2 separate regions of the Manis pentadactyla genome follow, and region 2 is linked to region 1. Evidence: chromatin contacts called from public Hi-C data. All regions are on one chromosome and are shown on one strand. The core of a region is the stretch at or near the end of the contact, and the rest is flanking DNA. Distances in the headings are between cores, read along the strand shown. Region 1 holds the start of NUDT1 (nudix hydrolase 1). Region 2 holds the start of ELFN1 (extracellular leucine rich repeat and fibronectin type III domain containing 1).

Region 1 (6,150 bases), core at 1,576-4,075:
ATCCCAACCCAGGCATGGCTCACAGGGCTAAGTGCCAGAGTCTCACAAGACTGGGCTTTTTTTTTTTTTTTTGCAAAAACAAATGACTAAGGGCATCGGTGGCTGCAACCCTGGGTTCCAGGCCGAGGAGCGGAGGTGCACGGTGGGAACACCATGCAGGGCTTTCAAACTGTGGGCCATGGCCTGCTGTGCACTGTGAAGTCAGCTTAGTAGACTGTGACTGGTGATTCAAATAAAGCATGGGGACTACACTGGAATACTTTCACATAGGAAGTGTTTTGCTGTTATCAGAGTATAAACATTTTTTACTCTGACTTCTGACTTAAAAAAAAAAACACCCCAAACTTGAAAGCCACTGGGCTGCAACGTTGCCAGCTTTCCTGCCTTTCAGAAACCTCATTAGTGTGCATTTGGGGAGCTCTTCTCTTCTCCGGGGAAGGTGGCCTGATGGCTGCCAACGCTCCCAGAATGACATTAACAGGAGCTACAGTTTGTGCAGCGCTTTGCGATGTTGACCCCCCAGTTTCCTCCACACATGCCTGTGAGGAGAGAGGAAGGCACAGGCTGACGTCTGGGGGGCTGAGGTATCTCAGCAAAGCTGCTTGACCTTCAGAGCCTTGGTTCCTTCCCATGGGAGGCTGTGGATTGTGCTGAGGATTACCTGACACCGTGCAAAAGCATCCAGTCGAAACACTCATCAGCTCCCCTGCACAAGAGCCAAGGGCCTGGGCACACCCCTCACTGGAAAGGAAGCCAGGACTTCTCAAGCCACACACACTCCCCAAATGCATCCTAACTGCTCCCGCCCCCGACTACAGCTCCTGTCCTCAGCACTGACTACTCTTCCAAGTCCTCGTGTCATGTCCTTGATCTTCCTGACAACCCTAAGAGGAACTGTGACTTTTATGATTCCCATTTTGCAGGCTCGGACCCAGTACACGCCCCAGGCCCCAAGCTCTAAGTGGGGAAATCGGGTCAGGCTCTGCAGCTGGTTCTGTGCTCAGGCCCACGCCTCCCTCACCTCTTGGCCCCCTCCTCGATGGTCTCTCCGTCCTCAACTTTGCCCCCGAAGCCATTCCACCGGCCAGCCCCGAAGCCTCGTTTCTTCATGCCGAGGAGCACTCGCTGAGGCTGAAGGACCAGCACCAGGGTGTAGAGCTTGGAGGTGCCCATGGTCCCTGGGGGCCCCTTGAGAAGGAAGAGGGCTGGGTCAGTTTGGGTGGGAACAGGACGAGGATGGAATCAGCGTGTTGCGATGGCTGGGGGCAGGGAAGTCAGAAACATGTTCTGAAAGGCAGGGAGGGGAAACCTGTCAGTGAACAAATGATCATCTAGTACAACAGACGCCTGACTCTCAGAACGCAGTGGCCTCAATGCCCTGGCCCTTTGCTGGCCAGCAGGTCAGGAGATGGCTCTATCTTCCCCTTCCTTCCTTGGCACGGGGCTGTTCTTGGTCCTCTGTCAGCCTGTGCCCAGCTGGCACCAAGGAAACCATGCAGTTCATCCATCAGTCCTTGGGTCAGATCTTGCCCTTGGCCTTTCATGAATGGGGGACTGGCCTACTGGGGTCTGGCGTCTGCCTCTCTGCAGTAGCAGACCTCCAGAGTCCCAGGAAATGCATGGCTCCTGGGCCCTCCCTCTTGTCATAGTTTATATTTTGCCCACAGCTATTGTTGCTCTGGGACCTGGCACTTGGGGAGGGCACTGGAACCACAAGGGGCCTCCTGCTTCAATGATCCAGAGAAAGAAAAATGGTGTGTAGTCCAGAGAAAGACTCTGCCTGGGCTGGATGATGTCTGGGCTGCTGCTGGAGAGATGGTGGAGGACCAGGGCCAGGTGCCCTGCCGGCCCGTCCCTACTCCAGCCTGGGGTCACCGAACATGTCTCCTGCTCCAGGGACCACACCTGAGGAGATGCAGGGTGGAGGGCCTGGGACCCCATGCTTTATTTTTAGTTACGGTTTCTGATAAACGGGACCTGTAGCGGAGTCCTGGCGGTGGGGTAGGTCAGGCGGAAGGGGCGGGCTCTGGGGGTCAAGCCCTTTAGGCCTGCATACTTTGTCCTGGCACCAAATTGTTTATGCCCATGGCCCTGGCTTCCCAAGTAAACTGTGAGGGCGAGAGGGAGGCGGATACGAGGTACATCGGCACTCACTTATTCAGACTTCTTTACAAAATCCACCCCACTTCACAGACCCAACAACTGTGCGCAAAGACCTGCTTTCCCCATATTCAGAGGCGGAAATGAAGCTCAGAGAGGTGAAGACTGACCTGAGGTCAAACAGCAGAGCCAGGGCCCAGAGCTGGGTCTACTGGCTGTTGATATCTAGGTGGCCCCAGGTCCAGAAACGAGAGGCTTGTACTACAACTGGTCAGGTCCTCAGAGAGCCTAGCTAATGGCAGGGACCAGGGAGGCTGGCATCAGGGCTGCGCGGCCCACCTGTTAGCCATGTGGCTTCTGAGTCCAGTCATCTGTAAACTGAAGCCCCTTAATCAGGGTCGAAAGACACAATATACACAGGGCACCAGGCTGAGTCTTGCACACCTGGCCACTCGGTAAATGAAGGTTCCCTGTCCTGTCTGTCCTTCACAGGGTCCCGGTGCCCCAGGTCCCATGACCCCTGCGCCAGATCCACCTCCTCCCTCCTCTGCGGCCTCTGCTCCACTGGTCCCGACCTCGCTCTCGCGCTGGCCGGGTCCGCAAGCTCACCTGGTGCCTCGCTCTCCTGGGCCCGGCTCCTCGGAGTCCCTGGCTCACCTGGCAGCGCGGCCGCGGGGCTCGCCGTCCCACCGCGCGCCGCCGCCGGGGGCGTGTCCTCGGGCCGGAAGTCGGTCGCACTTCCGGCGGCCATGGCGCGGTGAGTCGGCTGTGAGGGCGTGCGGGGGACCGGGGTCGCCTGGGGCTCGCGCCCGGTTTCCTCGTCAGAACAGGGGCGCCGAATCCACTTCCGGCCTGGCCGTACACGGCCTGCTCGGGCATGGCGACTAGGGGACTCTGGGCACTTCAGACGGGAGGCGAGCCGTTGGCGGAGGAGCGACAAGCGGGCTGAGAGCTGCAGGGGACTTTGGGTGGTGGGGCGGGCGAGGTCACCTGCAGGTGGAGAGGAGGGGGCGGCGAGGCGGCCTGCAGGGGGAGAGGATGGGCCTGCGAGGCGGCACTGCAGGTGGGGGGGCGGGCGAGCTCACCCTGCAGGTGGAGAGGAGGGGGCGGCAAGGTGGGGCTGCAGGTGGGGGGGCGGGCTAGGTGACCTGCAGGTGGAGAGGATGGGCCTGCGAGGTGACTTGCAGGTGGAGAGGAGGGGGCGGCGAGGTGACTTGAAGGTGGAGAGGATGGGCCTGCGAGGTGGCACACTGCAGGTTGGGGGGCGGGCGAGGTGACCGCAGGTGGAGAAGAGGGGGCGGCGAGGCGGCCTGCAGGTGAGGTGGAACTTAGGAAGAGCACCGCTGGCCTGAAGGCTGTGGCATCCGACTTGCGAGAAAGGTGAGGCCGGTGTGACTGAATGCAGGACGCGGGGTGGCGCTGGAGGTCAGCTGCCCAAATCAGGCGGCTTGGGGGCGTGCTTCTTTGCTCTTCACTCCTTCCCCGATCCCTGGAATTAGTTCTGGCGCCCTGGACCACTGTGCTCTCTTCCCATGAGACCCCTTTTGTCTTTTGAAGGCAATGATTCTGGAGTTACTGTCTCTAACAAATCTTATAATCGTGCTTTGGTGTTGTGGTGTTGAAGGGCTTTTGGCCTAGAGCCGTGGGGATAATAATAGCTCTTTCTTCATAAAAAAGAAATGGATTTGGACCTACTTCGTATGGCTCTTTTGAGATTTAAATGAGGGGAGGTGTGGCAGTCGACAAACTGTTCAAAACCTAACTTTGCCAAAGAGACTTGGAAATTGCCCTTCAACTGTTCATGCAGGTTGAGTTCAGTTTTATTAAGAAACGTGGCAGGTCAGGCCTGGTGCCAGCTGCTGAAGTGGTGGGACTAAGGTGGGGCTTGTGCTCCTCGGGTGTTCTAGCAGTCTCAGAGCCCAGATTTTGTACTAGAAGAGAAAGAATATACCTTCCTTAATTTTATCAGTACCCACCCAGGATGGGAACATTTTTGTTGACACAAATGAGGTGACTATTGTTGCTGTCTGAGCTTTCCTTCTGAACAAAACTTCATGAGAGAAAGCCCCTTGACTGAAGGGTAGATGCCTGCTGGGTGAGCTTGCTCAGTCCATAACAGAGCACCGAGGATGGACAGCCCAAACAGCAGAAACTGTTGCTCTCAGTCTGCGAGCTAGACATCAGGGCGTCACAGGGCTGGTTCCTTCTGTGGCCACCCTCTTTGACTGGCAGTTACCATGTTCTCCTGTGTCCTCATGTGGCCATCCCTCTGTGTGTCCTTATTTCCTCTCGTGAGGACACCAGTCAGACTGGGTTAGGGCCCTCCCCCCATGACTTCATTTTAATTGCCTCTTTAAAGACTAGTTACATTTCAAGGTCCTGGGAGTTAGGACTTCAACATAGGAGTTTCTGGGGGGCCGCAGTTCAGCCACCATACCCACTTCCTGGCTGTGTAGTATGGTCAAGCCTCCCCTTGTCTTGGGCCTCCGTGCTCCATCACCCACAATGTGTGGGTTGAGCCAAGAGTCCCTCACACTGGCGACCTCCCCATCTGTGTGATGCCTGCTTGCTGCCTCTCTCTCAACAGGTCCTTGAAGCTGGTGCGAGTGTCCCTCCAGCGCCAGGGGTTCCACGCTGCTGGGAGTACCTTCAAGGGTCGGACTGGTGTGGAGCACCTGTGGCTGATGCGGCACTTGAAGGACCCATTTGTGAAAGCTGCCAAGGTGGAGAGTTACCGGTGTCGAAGTGCCTTCAAGCTTCTGGAGGTGAACGAGAAGCACCGGATCCTGCAGCCTGGCTTCCGGGTGTTAGACTGTGGGGCAGCACCGGGGGCGTGGAGCCAGGTGGCAGTGCGGAAAGTCAACGCTGCAGGCACAGGTGGGGCCTCCACGCTGCTCTGAGGGCCTCTGACCTCAGGAGTCTGTGACTGAGGCAGCTAGTGCCCTCCGCCAGAGGACACGTAGTGCCAGTGGGGCACTTTCCAGAGTCACATACCCCTGAGCTGGTTGTTTAGTAGTAATGATGAACATAGACACTGACGTTTTCAGAATGAAAGGCAAGGTAGACAGGTGTACTGATTAAAATCACCGCACATCACACCACATTAAAGTGTGTATCAACATGTTGGTGTGCATCCTAGAATTCGGTTTTGCGTATGTAACCGTACATTTTCTTTTTAAAAAATGGTGTTAGACACACTCTTCTTGCTAATTTGGAACCTTAATGGAGCTACTTTTATCCCTGCATGTTATGTTGACTTCTTTCCATGACAGTACAACTGACTTAACCTCAGGGGGTTCCAGGTTCCACTTGGCCTGCCCAGGGGGGCCCTCCTGGCCAGGGTTCTGGATTCTCTGCTCTGGCTCAGCCTGAGGGACCCAGCTTTTATCTGTTTCATATTTGAGGGTTTTGTCAAAAATTTCCTATATAAAAAAGAATTCCATGATTAACAAGCCATCCAGCCGCATAATTTAGAAAACAATGTTATCCTTTGGACGGTTGTGTAGTATTACAGAGGCTGGTTATACTGCTGGTTTAGGCAGTCTCCTCTTGGGCATCCGGTTGCTCTCAGGTCTTCCACTAGTGTGTACGATACTGTGGTGAACATGCTCACCCTTGTATCGTCTGCTGGAAAGCCTGGGGCTGATGCATGCGCTGGCATTATATGACATATGTGGCAGTTCACTGAGGTACCTGTTCCCATTTTCCTAATGAGGAAGTTGAGGTTCAGTTTAGTCCCCTGGGAATGCTGCTCCCCAGGTTGTTCCATCAGCCTCATCGCTAAGGATGGGATGGTTCAGGGCTCTAGAATAGCTTTCAAAAAATTTTTTTTAGCTCAATAAATATTTATTGACTAAGTAAATGAATTTGTGTCAGAAGCTTATTTGTCTTTTCCCACCAGTGAGCCTATCCACAGACCTCCTAACAACTGACTTTGGTTTCTGTTTAATATAGCCAAGTTAACTTGTAGGATGAAGTGGCAGAAGGAGAGTGTGTGGATAAAATGACTTGGTTTCCTTTCTTCCCAGAAGTCGCAAAACTGCACACAAA
Region 2 (6,079 bases), core at 1,000-3,499, 460 kb after region 1:
TCAGGGCTCGGCCGAAGGGGCCCAGAGGTCAACTGGAGGAGCTCGGTAGAGGTCCCGTCGGGAGCGTCCCAGCAACCGGGCGCAGACACAGAAGGACAGAGCTGGGGCCACGGGGTTAGAGGCAATGCAGAACAGCTGGCGTCGGGGCCCTCCCGCCGCACCCCCACCCGGAGAGGACGCTGCGTAGCCGGTTGCGACCTCGTCCCCCAGCCTCGGCTGGGTCGCCCCTCCCCCGTGGCCGCGGCGATTGGCGGCCTGCGTGTAAGTCATCAATTCTCTGACAGACTCTTTCGCCGCCGCCTCGAGGACATCTGTCAGGGACCCGACACTGCGCCCCACGCCCCCTGCGCCACCCCCAGACCCAGAGCAGGGGAAAGGACGCGACACGTCGCTCACCGCAGCTCGGAGAGGGCTGCCGCGCAGCACGCGAGCGCTGGAGGGCGTCGGGGTCCCGGAGTTGGCGGAGGGGGCGGGGCCGGCAACCAGCCCCAGGGGACGAAGACCCCCAGGCTCCGTGGGGCTGGGCTCTGCAATGGTCAGACGGGAATAAGGACCCGTATTCCCGTCCCCCAGATATTCAAATCCACTCAAGCTCGGATCGGATCGGGCGGGGTGGGGGGAGGGAAGAATTCCTGGGCCTTCGGGTGCGCGAAGGCGACGCTGGAAGGGCGGCCACCAGGGCATTGCCTCCCTGCACACGCAGCTGTTGTTACACCCCAAAACGCTCTCAGGAGCTTCCTAGGTCCCCTCCCACGGCGACCCCCGATAACCAGGCCCTCAGATGGGGTGGCCGCGGCCCGCGAGGGGTGCGGGCGTGGAGGGGCGGACGTGTCGCGCGCCGGTGTGCAGTTTGGGAGAAAGGGCGGGTGGAGGAAGTTCCCGCTCATCCCCAGCAGCCTGGCCGCAGGGACCCCACACACACTCAGCAAAGGAGGACTCGGCTGGGAACTGTGATCGAATCCGGTCTGGCCTGGGCCCCCGATTGATGGGACGGACAGGCCACACTGTGCAGTTTGGGAAGAGAAAAAGTTGGGGGCGACACCCCGAGACCGGAGAGAAAAGATTGGGAGCACAGAGGGGGGCAAGGAAGGAGGAGAGACAGGAAGGGGACCAGGAGAGGTGGGAAGGGGGACAGCTCTGAGCCCGGGATCCCGCCCTACCCCGCGGCCAAGCCCCGCTTCGCAGCTTCCCCGGCGGGCAGGAGAGGCTCTGGTCACAGGCGCCTATTAATAGCCGCGAGCCGGGTCCTTCGCGCGAGCTCGGCATCGGCGGGCAGAGCTTGGAGACCGGACATGGGGGAGGGAGGGTGTCCTGCAACACCCCCTCCAAGGGCTTCGCCGTGCGAGGCGCAGCGCCGCTCCCCCCACGCCCACTGTGATGAGGCTAGCCACCCAGAGTCCACTGCCTGCCCGCCCTCAATTACGAGATTGGGTCCCAGATTGGGGAGACAGTCTCCGGGCCAACTTGGGGCGCCGCGGCTACCATCATGCGCTCGCAAGCAAGACCACCCCTTTCTCCGCTCCCTGTCCAGACCGCCCTCCGCGCTCACAACGCTCAGGAAAGTTTCGGGGTCCCCGTCGCGCCTCCTAGCCCGAGGGGTCCGGGGTCCCGGGCCTTCGAGCCGCGCCGTCCGGGACGGAACTTTGTCCGACCGGCTCTCCGCGACCGCTAACTTCGGGTACTCCCGCCTCCGAACCAAGGGGATTGGGGGAACCGGGAACCGCGGACCCCACACGCCATAACCCAAGCCCGGGGTGGGGTACTCGGCCCCGGCACGGACACTCGGGGTAGGACGTGGGGCTGGGTGGCCCGGGCTGCGAGAGCCTCTGGGGACCCCCGTGCCCGCCCCCACTGCCGCCAGGGTGGGCATCTTCCCCGCCTCCTCCAGGGGCGGGGACCAACCAGCCCCGCAAGCTGCCGCAGAAGAGACCCCCAGCCCCCGCAGCCTCGCGCAGCCCCCTCCCCCATGAGCCCCTTCCTACCTGGGCCGGGGGCGGGCCGGGGGCCGGAGGCACGGCCAGGGCGAGCGGAGCGCGCGCCCCCAGGTCCCTGGAGCGCGGCGGCGGCGGCGGCGGCGCCTTCCCTTCCTTCCTCCTCCTCTTCCTCCGCCGGGCTTGCTGGCTCCAGACAGATCTCCTCCCCCTCGCGCCCTGCCCGCCCCTCCCGGGGCCCGCCGGGCTGGGCTCGGCCTGCGACGGGGAGCGGAGCGGAGCCGGCGGGAGCCGGGCTGCGGCTCTCACTGCGTCAAGCGCGGGGCGAGCGCGGGGCGGCGGCGGCGGGGACAGCGCGCTCCGAGCCCGGGGCCGGCCGGGCAGGCGGGGGAGCGGCGGCTCCGGCTCGGGCGCGGGCGCAGTGGCGGCGGCCGCGGCAGCGCCGAGACTGTGGCACATTCTTTCTGAGCGTGATGGAAGGTTTCCTGTAGGAGCTGGAGCGGGAGGGAGGAGGGGCGGTGGACGCGAGAGGGGGCGGCCGGAGGGGCGGGCTGTGGGGGTCGCTCCCGCACGTCGGTGGACCGGGGGTACCTGGAGGACGACGCGGGAGGGGAAGTTGAAGCGTGCGGTGGGAGTCGTGGGGGACCCCGAGGCATCCTCGCCAGCTACTCTGGGCCTGTCTGCGCGCCCCTGTCCCCGCCCCAGGCCACCGCGGGGAGCAGAAGCTCCCAAGGTGGCGTTTGGAGATGGGCCCCTGGGGCGGAGATGTGCACGCGCGTGCGGACACAGCCGTGGACACACAGAGGGAACAGCGTGAAAGTTGACCCGAAGTCAGACCCTGTGTGGACGCGCGTGTCCGCGAGTGAAAAGCGTATCCCGCAGGGGCGCGCGTTTCAGGGGGTGGGGACGAGAGGGTGGTCGCGCCCTCAGGACTGGCCCTACCGCAGATCGCCACCCCTCATTGCCCCTCCCATTGCTCGCCTTGCCTCCGCTGGGGGAAGAGAGGGGGCGTGGACCAGCCAGGCCCCTTCCGATTCCCGGAAGGTTCGGTTTAGCGGATTTTCCTCCCGCCGATCCCACTGTCCCCGCGTTCGCCTCCCGAATCCTCGGGGGCCCTAAATCTCTGCGTTGACCTCTAAACATGGTTTTCAATTTACAGTCCCCTCGTCGCCGCGAGTCCGCAGGCAGCGTCCACGTCGCCCCCGGGGCGGCTCCCACTCCCCACCGCCCCTGCCCCGGCCTGCGACTGGCGCGTTGGGTAAAAATTCCAAACCGGCTTAAGAGCGCCCCCGCCCGGCACGGGCTGAGCGCCGCTTCCGAGCAGTGGACTTGGATCTGCGGACCCCGCACCCCCGCGGGCGCGGGCGCGACCCTCGGACGCCGACCCTGCACTGCGCCCCTGCCCCGCGGCCGGCCAAGGCAGGCAGAGGCTGTGGGGGCCGAGCTGAGAGCCTGGGAATGCGCACGGCAAAGGGGAGGGGCTGCTGGAAAGGGAGGCGGCTGTCCCAGGGGTGCCCCTCTGGGAGGTGACCCCAGGACAGGCGCGGGAATGGTGCGTGATGCTACGAGGAACTAAGGCAAAGGCTGGAGCGTTCGAGATAGACGCGCAGGGTTCCGGTTCAGGGTCCGGTCCACAGGCCTCCTCGCAGCCTGTAAACTCCATCCAGCCTGCAGCACTGGCCAGCCGCGGTCCGCCCCGCGCTTCTCCCACCCCACCCCGAGTCTCTCTCTGCAAACTCTCTGTCCCCAAGGGAGAGCCGGGGAACCAAGACCCCAAAGGGGGGTGGGGGTCGAGAAGCTACCACTTTTCCCCTGCACTCAGGGACCTAGAGGCTGACGAGCAAGGTAGAAGCCACTATCTGCTGGCTGTCCTGTCCTTGAGGTCATGCGTAGGAGCACTCAGACTTCCTGGGACTGTCATGTGGGGACAGAGGCCGGCCTTGGGCTCTCTGTTACCTAGGTCCCTAGTGGTACACTGCCCCTCTGTAGACTAGGCCAGCATGCTGCCCCTTTCCCACTTTCTCTCTCCCCAAACCTCAGAGTCTTGAGAGTCCCTGACCTGGTTCCCCAGGAGCTGTTCTGCCAGAGGGGAGCTCTCCTGTCCAAAGTCCAGGCCTTTCCTGCGTTTCGCCTCCAACTGCCTCTCCAGATCCTTGCAATGTTGAAATATGCCCTTGTTTTCTCTGAGAAGGCAGCGCCTACCTGCTGCCCCCCCTCAAAAGGCCAGACACCCTTCAAGCTGGAATGGGAGACCCCAGGGCAGACCTGGAGGGAGGAGTGGGAAAGAGGTGGGTCTTTCTGGGCTAAACAAAGCCGGACCCCTCCTGCCCTGGGCCTTCCTGTTGTGAGGCAGTATCTCTTGCTCTCTCTCCTCTCTCACTCAGATACTCATCCCCCCGAAAGCCGCATGCAGTCTTCTGTTGAGACACACACATTACACCCATACACTGCATGTCTACAGCCCTGACCTCACCCTACCAACCTCTCCCTCAACCCCTGCCCCTGCCCCAGAGTTTGGGGACAGGAAGGACATTGCCCCACCCTCACAAAAGCCCAGCTGGTATAGCCAGTTATAATGGCATCCTGCTCCATACACCTCTAAATCAAATATGGGTTGTCCACACCTACCCCGTCACATACCCATATGGAGTCACAAAATTCACCTCTGTGTGTCAGACATGTGCTTCCTGGTTGCATCCTCGTAGCCACCCCAGAAGTGAGTACTATTAACATCTCCATTTCCAGGGAGACGAGGATTCTAGCTGCACAGGAACTGGGTCAGCAAGATTTCGTATTTATTAAAACAAACCAGCCACAGACCCAGCCCAGTGCTCTTTGGGGAGAAGCAAGCTGGGCAGGGAGGGCTCTTGAGGCCTGGGGATCCCCTCTGTGCCTGTGCCCCTGGATACCTTGGGATTCCCTGGCCGAGTACTTGCCGCATTAGATCTTCCAACAGACTGTGAGCTCAGGAGCAGGACAGTCTGACTCACCTTCATCCTGGACCAGCAGAGAGAGTGGTGCTTTCAGAATGAATGATGCTCACCATGTGTCCCTGCAACCCTGAAGCTGGGTGTAAGTGACCTAGGCAGGTCAGTCAGTGACCTGAAGGTGTGCATGGAAAGGGAGGAGGGAATTAATATGGAGAACCCTCTCCACACCCATCCTGAGAAATTGAACCCACAGAAAAAGGGTGACAATCTCTTGCTGTGGCCAGAACTTCACAGGAGTGACAACAAATACCCATAAAACCCAAAAGCCATAAAAGAAAGAGTATATTCAACTCATATTCCAAGCAAAGAGCCAATGTCCCCATATGTAAAGAGCTCTTATGAATCAATAAGAAAAATACTCAAAAGGGAAAAATATGGGCAGAGGTTATGAACAGAAAAGACAATAAACAGGATGTTTAAACATATGGAAAAATACCTAGCCCCATACTTAACAACAGAAATGTAAATTAAAACTCTTCCCGTTGGTTTTTCACTCATCAGATGAGTGAAGGATAAGAAATTTAGTGACACACCCTATTGCAGCAGTGTGGGGAAGCAGACACTCTTGGAACCTCTGAAATAATGTCAGGATTCCAAATACTTGTACCCTTTTGCCCACCCTTTACTTCTAGGAATCTGTCCTCCAGATATGGTTCACAAATCTGAAAAATGATGTATTACTACCCACAAGGCCATCACCAAGCACTCTCTGAACAGCAGATTGGAAACACCCTAAAGGCCCACTGATGGTGGAATGCTTGGGTGGTCACAGCCCATACACACAAAGTGGCTCGCGGCAGAACAGCCCGTGCTGATTGGAGTCCATCTCTGAGTATGGTCTTCAGTGGGAAAAAAGCAAGGGGCAGAACACTGTATTAGTACTTTTTTTTTTACATTTGTGTACACAAAGGGTAGAACAAAATAACATCTTATTTGCTTATGTGTGCCTAGAAGGAATTGTGGGAGGAGACGCAGAACCAGAAATAGCTGTGCCTCCTGTAGGGAAATTGGAGGGCTGGGAGAGGAGGAGAGAGGGGAGGGAAGGAATTTACTTTAAAATATTTTTTAATGTATTATTTATTGACAGTGAAATGTGCAGTTCTCAAGGGCATAGTTCTGTAAGTTTTGACAAACATATACAAGCGTGTAATCACCCCC

Evidence for each region. Hi-C and Micro-C count contacts between places; a contact is called where the count stands out from the background.
Region 2: a contact with region 1 is called in a Hi-C map of skin fibroblasts, with 7 times the contacts expected there. The contact joins the promoter of ELFN1 here to the promoter of NUDT1 in region 1. A contact is called at or near these places in 2 of 3 Hi-C or Micro-C datasets (fibroblasts and skin fibroblasts).

Annotation. Positions count from the first base shown.
Region 1 is chr10:103,449,183-103,455,332 of mManPen7.hap1, forward strand. NUDT1 (nudix hydrolase 1) reads right to left here and starts at 2,826. Exons shown (of 4, transcript XM_036932858.2): 1 at 2,710-2,826; 2 at 1,022-1,188. The coding sequence starts at 1,173. MRM2 (mitochondrial rRNA methyltransferase 2) reads left to right here and starts at 2,735. Exons shown (of 3, transcript XM_036932857.2): 1 at 2,735-2,857; 2 at 4,688-4,977. The coding sequence starts at 2,850.
Region 2 is chr10:103,914,402-103,920,480 of mManPen7.hap1, forward strand. It overlaps ELFN1 (extracellular leucine rich repeat and fibronectin type III domain containing 1), which reads right to left and starts at 2,250. Exons shown (of 2, transcript XM_036932834.2): 1 at 1,983-2,250.